Linked DNA regions of Anas platyrhynchos: region 1 is linked to region 2. The links are chromatin contacts, called in public Hi-C maps. All regions are on one chromosome and are shown on one strand. Each heading gives the region's core, a stretch centred on a gene start, on an enhancer-like site or on the middle of the called end of the contact. The rest is flanking DNA. Distances are from core to core; before and after follow the strand shown.

Evidence for each region. A called contact is a pair of places that touch in the nucleus more often than the background predicts.
Region 1: a Hi-C map of small yellow follicle shows a contact between it and region 2, with 3 times the contacts expected there. The contact joins the enhancer-like site here to the promoter of SUGT1 in region 2. A contact is called at or near these places in 2 of 8 Hi-C or Micro-C datasets (skeletal muscle and small yellow follicle).

The regions. Positions count from the first base shown.
Region 1 is chr1:175,269,569-175,272,322 of IASCAAS_PekinDuck_T2T, reverse strand. The region is part of intron 1 of ELF1 (E74 like ETS transcription factor 1); the gene reads left to right. Among named protein-coding and RNA genes, the nearest start is that of WBP4, 15 kb to the left of the region's middle. Within about 2 kb of position 1,437, at least 4 of the 8 cell types and tissues checked have an H3K27ac peak or open chromatin away from gene starts, as enhancers often do. A contact at or near this core is called in small yellow follicle, where this site is marked.
Region 2 is chr1:175,208,912-175,211,617 of IASCAAS_PekinDuck_T2T, reverse strand. SUGT1 (SGT1 homolog, MIS12 kinetochore complex assembly cochaperone) reads left to right here and starts at 1,272. Exons shown (of 13, transcript XM_027472473.3): 1 at 1,272-1,404; 2 at 1,503-1,548. The coding sequence starts at 1,358.

The DNA of each region.
Region 1 (2,754 bases), core at 188-2,687, 61 kb before region 2:
GAAGTGAGAGTTCAAGAAATAAAGTTGGGCATAGAAAAGCAGTGGATGAAACTTTGCATTTAGGCTACCAGCCTAGGATCTGAGTGTTCTGCTGTCTGATGTAGGTCTCACCTGTCCCTTGATGGGAGAGGGAGTTAAAATCTTTCCAGTCTGGCTAGCTCCAGTTTTTTTTTCCTCAAAGCTGGGGAGCCCTCTGTAAGTGAAGGACAAAATGGGTTCTAAGGTGAAACATGAACACAGAGATGCTGAATTTCCAGTATCGGACTAAAATAATAATCACTAATGTATACATAGTGATTGTATAGTGCTTTGGATGGAGCATTGAGGATACTAAGTGTTTTTTAAGTCTTGGGGAAATGACAGACTGCTCAAGGAGACTGCTGAGCTCCCTCCATTAAGTAAATGACCTCGGTTAGTGGAAAGCAGGAGAAAAATGCCATGTATGAAATCATGCCTGCTCTAATATCCTCTCGTTCTCTTAGCCTCTGGTGCCTGATGTTGTTTTCGTGGCCCCCTGAACTACAGGGTAAAGACAGATGATTCCTGTGAAGCTTTTAGAAAACGCTTAATGGGAGCAGCAATTTTCTTTGAAGCTAGGCCTTTATGTAAGCATGCAGTAGTGTCTTCTAGGATACATCTGCTTGTCGCACCTCATGTTTATGGGCAAAGGACCAAAAGAGGTGAAGATTTGGTGTCTTAGAGCGATCCACAGAACTGTAATCTGTGATTTCTTTTAGAACAGCTCACCAGGACAAAGATCAGCGTGGAGACACAGCTTCTGTTTGTGCAAGCAGCTTGAAATTTAGCCGCGAGATCGCAGGGTTGGCCTTCCAGCTGTCAGTCCCCCTTATCTGTAGCCCAAGCTCCCTGATACCCCCACTTTTTCTTTCCTGTAATCTCCTTTTTTTTTTCCCCTTGTCTCTTCTCCATGATTCATGTATGCATCAGTTGACTAATGGACCATGTATTTGGGCAGGTAAGGCAGCCACTAAAAGTATCGATCGCTTCCTGAATGAGCACGTGAGCGGCTCATGTTTCTGGCTAACTGGTCTTTAATAGCCAGCCCTCCACCTGAATGAGCTGCAATGGAAAATGTATTTATTTAAACGAGCTTAATTTTTTTTTTGCTTATGCTGTTGTTGGAGTTTTGTTTTTTTTCCTCCTGCCTCTCCAAGTTAGCCCTCTTATCTTTCCCCACTAATTAGAGCAGCTGGACGAGCGGTAATAAACACACTTTCCTTTCCTTTGTGCTCGTATCCTGAGCAGTGCCAAAATACTCTCTTGTGCTCTCATCTGGGCATATTTATGGAGCTTCTAAAAATCGATGTGTATCAAGATTTCCTTTTTTTCTGTAAACGAGGCCTGCATCTGTACCGGGAGCCCGCCCAAGCGCGTGAGGTAGGCGGCATGGCCGGCCTGGGGCTGCGGGGCCGAAAGGACAACGAAAATCGGACGGGAAGCCAACAGTTTTTCATCTGACTGGAGCTGTGGAAAATGTTGTCCCTACGTGTGCATGTGTTGGATGCCGTCTGTTATTGTCTGAAACACAAATGTGCATAAATAGTTCCGTGGTGCTGGTTCGAGGTATCAACATCCATTTCCTGTGGCGCGGCTGACTTTCTGGGGCTGTGCCGTCTCCGCAGCCTAACTCCCCAGCCTTTAAAAAAAAAAAAAAAAAAAAAAAAGAAAGAAAGAAAAGAGGGAAAAAAAATAAAATAAGGGCAGCTGCAAAAGCACAGCATTGGGCCCAGAGTTGTCCAGCAAAAGGGCGGTGTCTGGCTGCTCTCCCTTAGGAGGGAGCTTGGTGGGGAACATGGCGATCCCTCCCCCTGGCCGCTCTGGCTGTATAAAGGCCAAACAATAATAGTAATGCGAACGTCGTCCTGCTCGAACTTCTGTGCCGATCTGTGAGCCTGTCTCAGGCTACACCGAATATTTTGTCCGTGAATAACAACATTCCTTGCATAGAAACTTTTTTTTTCAGCTCGAAGCTTCATTCTTGTTTTGATTTTTCTACTGATAAATATAGATGTGAAAAAAAAAATCCAGTGTTCACGGCGGATTTTTTTTTTTCCTAATGTGTGTTTATTATTCATGAATGTGTTGCAACATCCAAAAATGTAACGAGTGACTCACAGTTCGAGAACAGAAAAAATATAGCTTTTTAATGAGGACTCCTTAGTGGGCTGCAGACTGTCCCAGTTAAGAGGCCGCAGTTTGATTGTATCAAACTCATCCAGTCCTTGCTCATCCAGTCCAGAACCATATGTTTGCAAATATTTGGTTTTATTTTTTGTATTACTATTTATTTTGGTGTAAGAAAGGAGGGGAAAAAAAAAGATAAAAAAAAAAAACAACAACAAAAGCTAAGTTTACTGTTATCGGCGTAGTAACATCTCTTGTAGTTGTAATAGTTGCAGGATCTTGTAGTTGTAGATAAGAGGTTTGTATTCTTATAAATTATCTTTGCAAGGACTCCTGAGCAAAGAGAACAACCCTGTTAAGGCAATAGACCTCTGAAGGAGTGTAATAGTAGGGGATCAGAAGCTCAACTTGTGGGATGATCTACTGATTTATTTCAAGAATCAGTATTGTCTTTCAGGAAATACTGCTTCTTATTTTTTGGAAAATTGAACTTTTTCTTTCATTTGTACGGTTTTGAACTTTACCAGTCTCATTTCATGCTCAGTATCCTTTCACCTCTCTGTCCTTCTTGCACAATAGGAGGAAACCCATATTTGCTTGAAAGCAAGG
Region 2 (2,706 bases), core at 23-2,522:
TTGCTTCCCAATATCTCCTAAACAGCCCCAAACTTTCCATGTAATTTTGGGGTGCCATCCATCCATCACAGAGGGCCTTGTGGCCTGTGTACTTGCTGGCTGTTGGCTCAACCTAGCCGATTGCGATGCTTCAACAGGAGGTGGATTAAAAATCAGTATGATGCCTAGTGAGACGAGTAGAATGTAAAAAATCGAGGAAATACGTCTTTCTGTAAGTTTATATAGATTTATTGATTCATAAGGTTAATTTTAAACATGCAAGTAGTAGAAAAACTAAAGGTGAAAGAACACTGACAGGGATCTCTTGCTCTAGTTGATCAGAATAATAAAACTATCTAGCGAGCAGCACTCTGCCACAGCTACCCTGGTCTTTGGCAGCTGAAACTGCCTCTGCACTTGAACATGTGGCTCTCTTCTCCCATCATGTGGCTCCCATGCAGTTAGGGTTTGACCCACAAACCCACACCCTGATCCCATTTTCAGTAAGCCTGGCCGGACCAAAGCAAGTGACGCCAGCGAAGTGGCCGTGGTGTATCTGGCAGGGCTTCTGCTGGCAGCATTACTAGGACCATGGCTTTCTGTTTCCCACTGACAAAAGCTCTGGAAGAGGCAGGCTACTCTTTTAATCAGACTACAGAATAAAGACTGTTTCCTGTAGGACGGGTATTTTTTAATACTAGGAAACCTGAGGGGGTAACTGACATCATAGTGTTTTTAACGGAGTGTGGGGGTTGTTTTGCTGACCTGTTTACTAGATAAATGAAAAACTACACCACAAAGTTACAGCTTTGTGTGTATCTCTTGCCATAGATGTGACTATCATGAAGGAAAGTGATTTGGGCAGCTTAGTGTATGTCAGATAGAGAAGTAGAGGAGACCTCTTATGGACAACAGGAGTTTATTATTAGCAGTCTAATGTGTAAATGAAGGTTTGTATCCTTTAGGCTGCAGTGTGTGACCCTGGTGTATCCACACTAGGCTCTCTCCTCAGTGCCCCAGCCCTCCACGGGAGGAAGCGGGAGCCGACCACAAAATGGGGGCTGGAGCAGCTCCCCTCCCGCAGCCGCCTTCCTCCGCGCTGCAGCAGCGGCCAGGCTACACATACAGCCTCAAAACCGGCTCAGAAATTAAAAACCAGAGGCTGCGGGAGAGCAAACACCAGGGGGGCTGCGTGACAGGAGGAGGAGGATGAAGAAAGAGGAGGCAACGGGCGCCAGGCGGCCGCCATCTTGCCGGGCGCCAGGCGGGGCGGGCGGAGCCTGGCGGTGCGGGGGGGGCGCTCCCCGTCAGGCCTCGCGCGCGGGGCGGCCCCGGGGCGCGGCGGCCGCGGCCTCTCGAGAAGTTTCCTGGGGGCAAGATGGCGGCGGCGCCTCCTCCCGCGCCTCAGCCCCCTGTGGCGCCGCGGTGAGCGCCCGCCAGGTTCCCCCCCTCCACCCCCCGCCGCCCTCCCTCCTTCCCTCCGCCTCGCCTCGCCCTCTCACGCCGTTGTGTTTCCTCGGCAGGTTCTCGGACGGCGACATCGACCGCGACCCGGCGGCAGCGGCGCGGGTGAGAGGCGGGGAGAGGAGGGGAAGGGGGCGTGAGGTGGCTCTCCTCAGGCTTTCCCCCGGCTTCCCCTCAGCTTTCCCTTCTCTTTTCCCTCAGCTTTCCCTTCTCCTTTCCCTTCTCCTTCCGACGAGCTGGGGATCCGCAGGGCTCCTTCCCCTCAGGTGTCCCCCCCCCCGAGGAGCGCCCTGGTGCTGCCTGAGGATGCATGAAAAAAAAAACACCAAACCAACCCTTTCTGTGCCATATAAATAGACCATAATTCGAATTTCTATGTCCGCTGCTACCAGTAGAAGAAAAATAAGCTTACTGAAGAAATGTCTTCAGTCTTTATTAGCTTTTGTCTTCCTGTCTTGTTCCTCCCCCCCCCTCCCCGTGTTTTACCCATTAACTCCTGCTGATGTGTTCTCAGAGGTTATTTTTCTTGAAAAAAAAACAGCGGTAAAGAGAAGACAGAACTGGCAGATCTGTAGCTCTTTACGTACCTGGAAGGGAGGAGGATGTAAATGCACAGCTCTGCTCGAGCGCAGTAGGTGGTATAGGATAAGGTAATAGGGGATTACCTTTCCCTAAAGAAAAGGCCAGCTGAATCCTGCCCTTCTCTGGAGTTTCCTCTGTTGCTTGCAAAAGTTTTTCAGGAGATAAATGGCATCTAAAAAGGGATTTGGAATACACAAATATATCTGGTTTAGTAAAAATTAATTTAAGACCTAAAACCACCATAAGGTCTTTGGAAGTATTAAAGAGTACCATCAGAATCTGTCCATTTTTCTCTGTGTTAGTCTTGTCTAGTTAATTTTTCAGTTCTTTGTGTGCTCAGTGCCTTGGAGACTTTTTTGTCAGCTTCAAAATACCATTTAATGTTCTAGAGTTGTTATTTAGTGCATGTTGCAGTAAAGGGCGTACCTAAAAGCGCTGGTTCGAGAGGCAGGCTGTGCTTAGTGACCTCTGAGCTGGTGAGTCCCATGGTGCTACACGTGGTGCACCGTGCCTGCATGGTCCTAGGTGTGGCCTTTTGGCTCACGTAATTAATATTAACAACCTGGGACGTGACGCGCTGTATACAAGGCCTTGTGGAGTCTCTCTCCACACTTGACAGGACTTAGAGTGGCATTTCTGCGGTGTCCTCAGGACTTTGGGTTCCTTTAATTCCTGAAGCAC